Linked DNA regions of Arachis hypogaea: region 2 is linked to region 1. A link is a contact called in public Hi-C data. All regions are on one chromosome and are shown on one strand. Each heading gives the region's core, a stretch centred on a gene start, on an enhancer-like site or on the middle of the called end of the contact. The rest is flanking DNA. Distances are from core to core; before and after follow the strand shown. Region 1 holds the start of LOC112737726. Region 2 holds the start of LOC112737732 (OPA3-like protein).

Region 1 (6,752 bases), core at 2,348-4,847:
TTTCTTTTAAAAAGGTTTTGAATTATTGGATGGTTAAACCGTGAGTTTTCAAAAGATTCATAAGACAACGATAATCACTGAGCTTGAAAACAGTTTTCTTATTAAATATCTTCTTACGACAATTCTAAAACTCCGTGGTGAGACCGTGTGGTTAGGTTCTCACCCCTTATAGCTTTACCTTTTCAGGTATCGGATGAAGGAGCATTATGAAGAGTTTTATTGCATTTTGGTTTATACGATGTTGTTGTTTTAGTTAGATAATTATTCTTCCCTCACCTTTGTTATTATAATATTGTAAGAGGGATAGGAGTTGTATGTTTTATATGTACATTATTTTTATAAGCTACTTATATAAGAAGTTTTGTATATATGAATATGCTTGTTTGTTTTCAAGATAAAGTATTTTTCCATTTTTTCAAAAAAAAAAAATAGCGATATGGTTTCAAGTCAAAGGCTGCTATTTTATTATTAAGTATATGAAATCGTCGTAATACTTCTTGCTATCAGAGTGGCGTAGGTGAAAGCGTGACATTCTGATAGTGAGGGTGTTACAACTGTCAATGCCAACAACTTTGAATTGAAGCCCCAGCTTGTCATACTACTGCAACAAAATTGTTAATTCAGTAGGAGCTCGTAGGAAGATCCGAATTTGTTTATCTCTAACTTCTTGCAAATTTATGACATTGTTAAGACAAATGACGTCCCAGCTGAGGTTTATCGATTGTTGCTCTTTCTTTTTGCTGTAAGAGATCGGGCGCAGCAATGGCTGGATAATCAGCGCAAGGAGAGTATAGCCACATGGGAGGACTTGGTCACTAAGTTCCTAAATAATTTTTTTTTTGCCTCTGAGGTTGACTAAGCTCAAAATCGATATTCAGACTTTCAGATAGCATGAAGGATAGTCCCTTTATGAGACTTGGGAGAGGTACAAAGAGATGCTCAGAAAGTGCCCTCCGAACATGTTTGCTGACTAAGTCTATCTTCAGATATTTTATGACAGGATCACCCCCACCTCACGGGTTTCATTAGATAATTCGGCTGGAGGATCCTTGCATATGAAGAAGACCACTGATAAAGCATTGGAATTGATTGAAATGGTGGCCAACAATTAGTACCTCTAATCCTTTGAAAGATCAATGAAAAAATGAGTTATGAAATTAGATGTCTTGGACACGTTGTTGGCTCAGAATAAAATCATGTCACAATAAATTAATGCAATTACTCAACAATTAGGAGGCATGCAAGTTTCAGTGAGCACCCAAAGGAATTCCTATGACATGAGTAGTGGACTACATCAAAGTGAAGGTTTGGAGTATGGACATTCTTCTTTGGAGCAAGTATATTATATAGATAACCCTCCAAAACCACCTCACAATGATCCCTTCTCCTAAACCTATAATCTTGGATGAAAAAAAATCCAAATTTTAGGTGAAAAAATCAAGGTCAGAAGTCCCATAATTTTAATAACAACCATCCACAAAACCACTTCCAACCTCAACATAATTCCTTCAACTTCATCATCAACAACAACCACCCCTCACTTAACCATCTCAAAACTTTCAAAGACGTTCTTCTCTTGAATTGACCATGGAAAAACTCTCCCAGAGTACACTCATATTCATGCAAGAAATTAGGTAGCGTTTGTTTTCGGGGGCAGGACACGGAGACATGGACAACACTTGTTTAAAAAGTGTTTGGAAGCAGAGACATGAACAGTGGACATGTTGTCTCCGAGACAGTTTTTTATACTTTTGTGTCCACTCTTTCACGAAGGACAATGATGGACACGGGATTTGGAAGAGTGGACAAGGACAATTTTATAAATTTTGTTTTCCTTTTTTTCCACTACTACCCCTTCTTATTTTTCCTATTGCGTTGTTCAGAGATACTTTTTTCTTCCTGTTCTTCCTCTATCTCTTTCTTTTCCAGGTACTCTCTCCTTTCTGTAGAATTTTTTATTGGGGGTAGATAATTCTTTTTTTTTTTTTATCGTTTTACTTCAATACCATTTTAATCTTATATTATATTATTTGATTTGTAATAAAAATAATAACAAAAATAATTAATCTTAAAACTTTTGAAAGATAAATATTAGCAAAAGTAAAATTGATCTTTTAAAATGCTAAAAAATAATTTATAAATTGTAATTGATTTTATATAATTTAAAGAAAAATCAGTTTTTTATAAAGAAAAATCAGTTTTTAGATAAAAAAATTAGTTTTTTTTAAATAAAAATAAATTTTTATATGCATAAACTAATTATTTTTTCATGTAAAAATGGATTTTTTTTAAAATTAATTTTTTATTTAAAATTAATTTGGCTTATTAACTTAAACAAATTTTTTTATTAATCAAATTCAAATTTATTTTTTTGTTAATCTTAACCATATGTATTCCTACATATTAATAATAAATTTTAAAATAAAATAATTATATTTATAAATTTTATTTTAATATAAATACTAATATATTTTTTTATTAAAATTTTTTGCCTCTTCAAATATTTTTTTCAAGTTCCGTACTTCTACGTACTCTCATTTTTTATTAAATTAATTTGTATTGATGTAGAAAATTTGGAATCATATGGCTATTTTAGTCATTTCATATAATATTTTCGTCTTGTCCATGTGTATCCAAACATAATACTAGACATTACGTTAGTGTCTTGTCCATCGTATCCAAACACAATACATAAAAGATAATTTTTAGTGTCTCCGTCCTATTGTCTCCATTTCAGTGTCATGTTCTGTCCTATCTCTAAAAACAAACGCAGCCTTAGAGACTTTATTGAAGAAAGAAGGTCCAACTTCTAAAATAAAGGTGCTTCAATTAGAAAGTTGGAAGAACAAATAGACCAAATTATTCAATAAGTAGCAAAATTCACAAATGGTCTTTCCAATAGATTATTTTATAAAGTGATCCTATTAAATTTTAAAAAATTTAAAAAATAAGAATAAAAGATAGATAAATATTATTAAAAAATATTTTTATAAATTACATATATTCCAAGTACAATACCAAAAATTTTATTATAGCTGTATTTTAAGTATAGTGCACCTGACTTATGTACAAATATTTAAATTGCATGTATTCCGGGCACAGAGTATTCGAATTGTGTTTTTTCTGATTTTGATGGCTCTATATAAAAAATGTATAAGGTTTATGCAAATATATAAATACGCTATAGATTATATATTTCAATAAATATTATATTTAAATAATTTAAATAAAAAATTTATATTTTTGATGCAGGATTTAGCCGTTTTTTAATTTACAGGTGATAGTAACGTCAGCATAATAACAATAATTTGTTACCATTAATTAAATTTTTTTTAGTTACCATTAATTAATTTTTTTTAAATTTTAAAAATTCTCATCGTTTCAAAGATTTAAAATTTAAGATGTAAAATTTAATTATAAATTTATAATTTAGAATTTATAATTAAAATAAATAAAATAATTTTAAAAAATTAACTGATATTAATTAAAAATAATTGTGTTAAATTTTTTTTTTTGGTCTGAAATGCTTAAGATTTTGAAATGATCATATAGTTTTTGTCATATTAGAAGAGATTTCAGTCACAAAAAAAAATATTAGAAGAGATTTGAACCCAAAATTTAAGAGCGACAAACAGTCCGAAATTCGCGAACTTACGCGAGGCGGGGCGAGCATGCTCGACAGACCCGCCATTTTTATTTTTTATTTTTTATTTTAAGCCTGAAAAAAAATTTCAGACGCATAGGCGCATAGCATAACTGGACCCGACTTAACCCTAAACCTTACCCATAACACAGAAGCTCACCAGCCTCCATCCACACTTACCAACTCAGTCTCACCCACCGACCCACATCCCCGACTCAACCAGCTCCCTCTCTCCCTCCCCTGCATCCATCGGCGGCGCCCGCGCCTCTCCTCTCCGTCGCAGGTTCGCTCGCCGCCGTCGAGCTGCTGCTCCTCCTGTGTCAGATCCACTGTGTTCTGTATTTCTTTCGATAGTTCAGGTAATATTTTGCAATGGATTCTATGATTTTAATTCCTGTACAATAAATCATAAATTAAGCACCATTAGGTTTCTGAATATTCATTAGGTAATATTTTGCAAGACAATGAATATCATTTTGTTTGTTTTTTTCTCCCCTTATTTTTTGGTGTGCAAATGGGATTTTCATTCTCTGAATTGATTGTGGTGGTTCATGGATTCCGACCTATTTCTTGTTTTGTGAAAAGGGGTTGTTTGCTTTTGGGTCGGTTAGGTGTTTGTGTGGTGTTTTGCTCTGTTTTATCTTTGTCTGAAGGTGAATCTTGGGTGCTGCTATTCTTTGATTGCTTCTATGTACACTTTTTCTTTTCATATTATTTGGTTTAATACTTTAATTGACTCTTTGGGTTGTTTTGTTGTTTCTAAAGTTTTAGTTTTTATTGGAATTTACATGCCAATCATAGTAATCTGTAACTGGGATGAGGATTGAAGCTGTTGGTTAAGGAATTTGTATCTCTTGCAACTCTGTGATGATGTGTATACATATGCATGAATAGCTTCTATGGAAGTCCTCTGAATGGTTTAAGTGCCCACAGCTGTAAAATTGATGTCTGTTATTGTGATTCTTTGTTTTTAGTTTTTTAATTTTTCCTTTTTTTTTTAAAAAATCCCTGGAGATCCGGATATCCGGTGGATATTGGTTCCGTTCCCTGGTACAGGGAGTGTTTCTAGGGACGAGGGGTGGGGCATGTCCCCGTCCCCATGGGGACCCCTTTTGACTTTTTCATTCATCCCTAGGACCCTAACTAACCCAGTGACCTCCCTGACCTAAACAAGTAAACCTGAAAGTCTGAAACTATAGTAGCCTCTCTCTCTCTCTCTCTCTCTCTCTGTCTCTCTCTGCACCTCCATTCCCTTCCCGCCGCATCAGGTGCTTCTCTTCTCATCTCTTTTACTGTTATCTTTCATTATTTTGCTGTTACTGTCATTTGTTTTCTTTTTTTTTAACTTCAAAGCACTAAGGTTTAGGTGCCAATTTCCCTCTTCCATTTTCTTATCATCTATAGGTTCAATTTCGTAACAAGCTTTCCCATTATTAGTGATGAAATTTTGAGTTTCACATAGGTTTCAGTAACTAGGCTTTCCCACCTTAAACCCTAATGGAAACTAATTTCAGTTCCGTGACCCAGGGGAAGAAGATGAGGAAGAAGAAGCAACAATCTGTTGCGGAGGCTGATGCAGTTCAAGATTTAGACTCTGTGATTCATGACCATACTCTTTTCTTTGACAAGTTGATTGAACTCATCCCTGCCAAGTTTTACCTTCCAACCGACGATAAGGATAAGCCGTGGTTTCAGGGTCTCAGCAAGGCTAAGAAAGCTGAGGCGAAGAGGGAAACTAAGGAGAATATTAAGAAGTCCCGAAGGGAACGGTTGGATCCTGAAAATCCCCCTGCCACTACTCTTGACTTGTTGAAGCAGAACTTGGGTAAGGAGAAAGCCAATGAGAGTAGCGATGAGGAGGACGGTGAGGCTAAGCCCATTGCCCTTGAAGGGGACAATCGGTCTGTGACTTATGAAGAGCTTCGGCAAAGGCTTCATCGTAAGCTTGAGGAGTTTCGTTCAAGTCGCGAGAATTCGGGAAGGGCAAAGAAGAGGGAGGATAGAAATGCGAAGAGAGGGTTTGAGGACAGGAAACGCAAGAGGGGTAGTGAAAATGAAGAAAATAAAGTTGCAAAGAAAGAGTCTACAGAGAAAGTGAAGAAGGATGCTGCCGAGACCTCGAAAGAGCTTATGTTTGGTCATATCAAACTTACAGATGGTGAGATGCAAGGTAAGAAGAGGAAACTTTCGAGGCATAAGGAACTTGAAAGGGCAAAGAAGTTGGAGGAAGCGAAGAATGATCCTGAGAAAGGTGAGGCTGTTGCAAAGAAGCAATCGTGGAAAGCAGCATTGGATAGAGCATCGGGGATTAAGGTTCATGATGATCCCAAGCTGTTAGAAAAAAGCATTCGTAAAGAGAAGAAGAAGCAACAGAAGAATGCAGAGAAATGGAAAGAGAGAATTCAAACAAGGGACCAGTTGAAGGCAGAGAAGCAGCAAAAGAGATCAGATAATATTTCTGAGAGGATTCATCAGAAGAAGATGCGTAAAATTGCAAAGAGAGAGAAAAAGCTTTTGCGGCCTGGCTTTGAAGGTCGCAAGGAAGGTTTTATCACTGAAGGTTCCAGTTAACTTAATTCAATGTTGGTTGGTTCTTTCCTTCATAGAATCGTAGTATTTTGAGTGTTAGAATATGACAAATAGAACACATCAATTTCTATGTCTGGTTTAGTATATCTCTTAAAATTGAACAATTTTTCTTTCTATGACGGGTATTCATACGACATTTTGGCAATTCAGCAGTCCATATGATCAGTTTCTGGTTATAGTGGATTACCGGCATTTTATTGAATTTCAACTATCACAGGCTGTTTGATTACATTATATCATCATAGACTGACATACATTGGTTGTTGTGTTTCTTTCCTGAGTTGCTTGCAAACTTGCCTGCAGTATCGAACTGTTGCTTCTTCACTAAATCTTCGGGTATGTTACAGTCCATGTCTTGATCGAAGTACAGTTGCAGAATTTCAGCCTGTGTCTAACATGAATCCTACAATTAAGTTAGTTAGATTCCAATTGTGTTTATTCTGAAATATAGTAAACTTTGATGCTATGCTATGTTAGTATATTGCATTTTATTATCCCTTTTCAGTGATCATCTACAATA
Region 2 (6,752 bases), core at 2,794-5,293, 220 kb before region 1:
TGGAAATTGAATTATGGTATTTGAACTCCTTTTCTGTCGTCCATTTTGTCGATAAATTTTACCTCATTGAATAAAATGTTGGACAAACTAGCTTGAATCTCACATTTTATACATAAAAACTTTTTTCCTAATGTTGACACGATCTCAATGTCAATGAAAAATCAAGATATGGGAAGACATTTATTACAAAAATGTTTATATGCACCAATTGGCTCTACATAAGGAAGCGTGAAGTAACTTGTATCTGATTTGTTTCACAGAATGACACGCAATTATTACACAAATTACATGTAAATAAAACTAAAGAATTCGCCTGTAATTGTATGAAGAGTAAGCATGTCTTCAGAAAGTGTTGTGCTAAAAAAATTGCTTTATGTCCTTGTCTTTCTTCAGTGTTTGGAAGCTCCATATTTTCGAACTTTTCAAGATCAACTACACAATTTTCAAGAGCAATGGCTCTAATGAATTCAAGTAATACTTCATCAAGATCTATTGGCATTTTGCAAATTAGCAACAATCAATCGGATTTTGGTTTTTTGTCTGCACTGGCACCGGATTGAGTGTTCCTGAAGTGCAGAATGCCAGAAAGACCTCGTCCTCTAGCAAGATGTTCTAGCTCTTCAAGCTTGTGTCCAAGTTGTTCAACTTCTCTAGCCAACTCTTCATTCTTTGTTTTTATTGCCTGAAAGTAACAAAACCAGAGCACAACCTCTGAGATTAAAATATTTCTGGCCCCTACAACTGCATCTACCAAACTGGGTGAAGATGCATCCAGATTAATTCACAACATCGGTCATTGACCTCTCCTAAGTGTCAGTGTAATTATACTCACCCTTTTTACTCGTCAAATCTGAATCTTTTGAAGATTTTACTTTAGAATGTAAAAAAGTAAGGGATTTTACCACTGGGTTACTAAAATTAAAAATGGAAATCATTTTCATTTTATGGATCCATGGGTAAAACCCTTCACTTCTTCCTCTAAAGTGAAATCCTTACTTTAGACAATCACCAGGGAGATAAAAAAAATTAAAAAGAAGAGAAGGGATTGAATGTAATTACATTGAATCTCATAGCCCAGTGTAATTTACCCAAAAATAAATGGATTGCAAGAAACCAGCTTTTTATTGCTTCTTTGAATGGATAAATTACAAGTGAGAGGAAAGTTTAAAAGACAACCTCTATCTCCTGTCTACGTAATTCTTCCTTTCTGGCTTCTGATCTAGAGCTTCTTTGCACCTCAAAGATTACAGCAGCTCCAGCAACCTAAATAGAAGAGAATTAAAATGCATGATGTGCAATAACTCTACATGGAAAACCATTAAACTAGGCAGAAAACATGGGGTGCAAAGAAACAGAGAGAAGACCAAGCAATTCTAAAAATTATAGGAAGCACTTCTTCCCATTAATAAGAAGAAACTGTTTATAATAATAAAATCGTAGAATCGGATTAAGCACCCAATCAAGTTCAGATATGTCATCAAAACAGAGAGACATGCTAAGCATAATGTTACCCCAAGCAGATAACTCCAGGTTCATAAATTATAAAGCCTACACATAATTTCTTGAATCCCCACAACTTCGGTTGAAATAAAACTTCCTTTCAACCTGAACTTGTACAAAAGTCTTATGCTGTGCTTTACATTATTTTCTCTTCCTTTTTCCTAGACGGGAGGACCAGAGATGCTCCTTATAAGAGCAGAAGCAAACAATAGAAAAACTGTCAATAAAGTGTAGATTTCCAATCTCTTCACTTATTGGAGAGAGAAAATCCCTTTAAAAAGATCATTAGCTTTGGTGTAGATGCACCCATCTAACCCTATCTCATAAAACTCGCTTGTCAAAAATCTAAGTGTGGAAATCATGGTCCAACCAGATAGCACATTGCCACACAGGTTCAGCCTCCTTCCATCTCCCAAAACAACTAATCTAGTCAACAAGAACTAATCTAAGGCTGCAAGGCACACCCAACACTTGCCAAAAGATACCAAAGAAAGCATTCTATAGAGGTTAGCCACAAGACAATGTAAAAACAAATATGATACTAACTCCAAGTTTACCCCACACATAACACATACATCACAGGAAATAGCCTTATATGTCCCTCAAACTTGTAAATGTCATTGATATTACTTTCTATTAAGGATGTTGGTCCAAATAAAATATTTGAGTTTAAAGGGAGCTTTGGACTTTCCAGATATGGCCATATGTGTTTATCTAGGTGAAAAGATTTAGATTTGAGGAATAAGTTTGGAACTAAAAAAAGTAAGATTTGCAACTAAACATATCAAAGGAATAAGAGACTGCAACCTTTTATCAGGTTAAAGGACAAAAGAACATTATCAAAGAGATGTAGAAGAATCACTACTTCAGAGAATTCTACCAATTAGGTTACAAAAAGTGTCCCAAAAGTGGAATCCCACAGAACATAAAATCATGGATAGAAGAGTTATATAAGGAAGAGACATATTCCCAGTTATTGATAATGCTTAAATCTTCTTAAACCACATATATAGACAAGAGTACAAGACACTTTGAATCTAGATCCTTTTTAATAGTTTAGTCTATAATTTTTCATGATCTCTATTCACTTCTAACCACGTGTCCAAACGAATTAATAATTATTTGACCATCCTTTCCACAACTAATGCTACCCAAATTTCTTTGCTAATCCTATCTTATGTGTCCACTCATTAAAACATTCTCATCTCAGAATCATTAAGCTTACTCTCAGTACTGGTTCAGTCAACTAACCCCTCCCGGTTTTACACTTTTACTACTCTGTGTCCATGCGCAAAAGAACTTATCATTATGGTTCCCTCTGCAACAAGTGTTCAGATAAATGTTAACAAATTAACCATCCATACTTTGACAGGAACCTGGCTATAAATGGTCTATAATATAGCTAATGCCTCACAGTATCCCTCTTTCTAGTCCCTACAAAATCAATCAAAGCTAACGATCACAAAAAGGTGAATGTCAATTCTAAGAAAAGAAAAGAAAGAAAATAATAAGAGATTAATGAGTGGTGACTTTTCAGCAGAGTCAAACAAGACTTGAGAGGAGATAAGTGTGTCTTTTAAACAAACATCATAACCGAAAAATTCAGCTAGCATAGGGTTGACTTTTGTATCTGACAAAAAGAAAAAGACGGAAAACCCTCAAATCCTCAATCCCTCAACCCTCATTGATACATAGATAACATTCCTGGACCATGCAATGATTCTAAAAGGAACTGAACATGAACTACAACAATCACAACCATAAATCAAAACTTGCACCAAATAGCACAAAATCAACAGAGTAAAAAACACAAACAGGTAGTGGGCATTTCAATGAACAAAGAAAAAGTAAAGATCCAATTACAGAGAAGACGAAGATCTCGCCAAGAAGATCGGCTGCGGCTTGCACGGCTTTCTCCTCATCCAGTGGCCGGATCGCAACATCAGTTGAATGACCATAAATGCGCCTCTGCACTGTTGTCGTAAACCTATGATTCACCTGAAATAATACACAGAAAACACAATCATCAATAGTATATCATACTAATAATGCGTTCTAACGCCGAATTCACTGGAACACGGCCACATCAAAGTGAGTGATGCGAAAATGGGGAAAGGAAGAGAACGATGATGACCTGGGCAACGTTGATGATGAGGTTACGGAACCGAGGGTGGTAGCTAGCTTCTTTCTTGAGCCTGGTGGCAATGGGTTTGCACGCTGTTTTCAAAAGAAGAGTTCCGAGCTTCACCACTGGCAGCACCACCATGACTCTCTCTCTCTCACTCACTCACTCACCTTGATTCTTTCCTTTTTCGGAATACACTGAATTCAAAACTAACCCCAAAGTAATAGTAGTAATTATAATTAATGAAAATAACATTAATTAATTTCAACAACAGAAGCTGGGAATATGAAGAGTGAGTTATGGTAATGGGAAGATTGAAGCAATTGTGTGGGTAATGAGGGAAGCATCTTCGTATCTTTTCTTGCACAACAAGAACATGGAATGGACAACGGTGCGTTCCGCAAAAGACTTCTTTTTTTATGCGACTTTTTTCCTTCTTCTTTTTATTTTATTATTTTATTATTTTTTAGTTCTAGAATTTATTTTTCATTTGGAATAGCCATGGATGTTTTTTATCAATATTGGGAATCGTTACAGCCTGGCCTAAACATCACATGGGTCGACCGACCCACAAACCACCCGACTCGAACGGTCGGGTGCAAGGCGTTCAAGTACTGATCCGGACACGCGTCCTAGACAGCTCTCTACTATAGTTGTATGGGAAAGCTTTGAGGAAGGTGGGTTCTGTCTTTGTGGGACCCGCCTCTGACACGGTATATATGGGGAAGGGTAACTACCCCTCCCCCAAGGTATGTCACATACCATTCTCTCACTTTTCGCCTGCACACTTGACTGACTAGAGCGTCGGAGTATCTTTGCAGGTGACACCCCCCTCTCTACACGAAGAGCTCGGGAAGTCGGTTACCCCTCCTCCAATCCAGCACTCGGAACCAGGCGATTCCCCCTCTCATCAATTCAAGTACCAACTCGAACCGTCCGGTACCCGACCTACCGTACAGAAATGAAGGTGTTTTGCCGGTTTGTGGATGTAGGTTCAACATGTGGAAGACATGGTGATAGAGTGCATCAGCGGCGTGGCAGTTCCCGGCAACACGTAAGGAGCATGGTGATGTGGCGAGTTCAGATTAGGGCTGGCAATACATAACCTACCTGCGGGTACCCAACCCGCTGCAGGTAGGAAAGAAATCGGTCCGGATATGTCTGCGGATAGAGTAAGGTACGGATTTAGGGTGTACCCTACCCGACCCGCACCCCATATATAACACATATTTTATAAAAATTAGGTATATAATGAAGGAGGTGAGAGTTAAACTCACAACCTCCCTCATGTAATGACTTACAATAAGCGAGCAACCACTAAATTACTTAGTTAAACTCACAACCTCCCTCATGTAATGACTTGCATTAGTTTCTTTTTATTTTATTAATATGTATGAAATTTGGAATGATTTAATTTTATATTTGCTTAAAAAAATTGATGTTTCTGCGGGTAGCATAGTTATAAAAATCGAACCGGACCGGCCGGTTCGATCGAAAGATCGGTGAACCAAATCCTAAATCGGTTCGGTTTATTCTTTGAACTGTACAAGGAACAAACTGGTGTGAACTGATAAGAACTGGAGAAAACTGGTTAGGGTAGGATAGAGTAGGGTTTAAAACTTTAGGGTGCGGGTAGGGTAGAGTTTTAATGAAATTTTCAAACCGCGAGTAGGGTTAGGGCAGAGTCCAAACCCTACCCTACCCTACTCATTGTCAGCCCTAGCTCAGACGCGTGGCAGTGCCCTGCAAACACACGGTGGGCGTGTTGCCTCCGAATCCAGGAAGCATTGCAGGTTTCTGTGTGTTTTCGAAGAGCCTGCAGCAACACGGGGTGGGCATTTCGAATCACACATTGCCACATCAGCAACATGCCCTCCACGTGTTGTGTCAGCACATCCTCCACGTGTTGATATTGCACATCTGATACGTCCACTAACATACATATATATCAAAAACGTCCATTTTCATTCAAACACCAACATATTCTCTATAATAAAAAAAATGAGCCTTAGAGTAGTGTCTAATTTTTTTTCATGAAAGTGAGATAGGTGATATATCTCAATCTTGTAATTTTTTATATTTTTTTAAAATTGTAAGAGATATCAAAAAATAGAAGGATCTCGTATGTGTATCTCAAAATTTTTTAACTTTTTAAACAGAAATTGAAGGATTTAATTTTAAACATTAGAGAGTCTAATTTTTATATCACAGAAATTAAAAGATTTGATTTTTGTATTTTTAAAAAATCAGAGAATCTGATTTCTACATTTCAAATTAAACTGTTTCACATTTGAAATTAACATCTTAATAGTTCACAATTCAACAAAAAATTAATTCTATAATATCTATAAATAAGTGCAGGGGCGAAGCTACCTACTATGGAGGGGAGGCAGTGGCCCTCAAAAAAAAATTTACAAAAATAATAAAAAATAAAAGAGTGGCTCCCCCTTAAAAAATTTATGGCCTCCCCCTTTGAAACATGTATGGCTTTTTGTAATTCCCATTCAAAAAGTGGGTGCAGCCATTATTCTGAAAATCGAATCGGATCTGTCGGTTCGACCGAATTAACTGAAAATCGATCATCTGTTCGATTCGGTTGATGTGAAGAATCATCCAGCAAAAAATTGGCTTAAAAACCGGTCAAACCGCAGTTAACCGGTGAACCATTAGAACCGTTTGATTTTTTCCAGTTTAGTGGTGTATATATATATGTGTTAAAAAAATTCACCCCATCCTCTCTCTCTCTCTTTTAGAAGTTCAGAACCCCTTACCCATCCTCTCTCTCTTTTAGAAGTTCAGAACCCCTTACCCATCCTCTCTCTCTCTCTCTCTCTCTCTCTCTCTCTCTCTCTCTCTCTCTCTCTCTCTCTCTCTCTCTCTCAAAAACCCAAACCCTAACGATGGTAGGAACCCAGCCCCATCCCATCGCCGAGCTCTTCTCTTCCGATAGACGGTGTTGTCACGCCGGCAGAGAAGACTTAAGTGCCGTCATCGCTCTTGGAAAGTCTGCTCGCTTCTCGATCCTCTCCTCCTCAACGTCAAGTGCTTGCTCGGAACTGTTGGCGACGCCGCTGCGAAAGGCTTCTCCGTCGTCTCTACTTGATCTGTTGGTGCCCATCTCTCTCTC

What was found. Hi-C and Micro-C count contacts between places; a contact is called where the count stands out from the background.
Region 2: a contact with region 1 is called in a Hi-C map of leaf, with 2.7 times the contacts expected there. The contact joins the promoter of LOC112737732 here to the promoter of LOC112737726 in region 1. A contact is called at or near these places in 2 of 8 Hi-C or Micro-C datasets (both in leaf).

The regions. Positions count from the first base shown.
Region 1 is chr13:23,730,526-23,737,277 of arahy.Tifrunner.gnm2.J5K5, reverse strand. It overlaps LOC112737726, which reads left to right and starts at 3,597. Exons shown (of 2, transcript XM_025787786.3): 1 at 3,597-4,002; 2 at 5,158-6,466. The coding sequence starts at 5,180. The coding sequence ends at 6,214.
Region 2 is chr13:23,949,339-23,956,090 of arahy.Tifrunner.gnm2.J5K5, reverse strand. It overlaps LOC112737732 (OPA3-like protein), which reads right to left and starts at 4,043. Exons shown (of 4, transcript XM_025787793.2): 1 at 3,635-4,043; 2 at 3,364-3,498; 3 at 1,177-1,263; 4 at 168-682. The coding sequence starts at 3,766. The coding sequence ends at 518.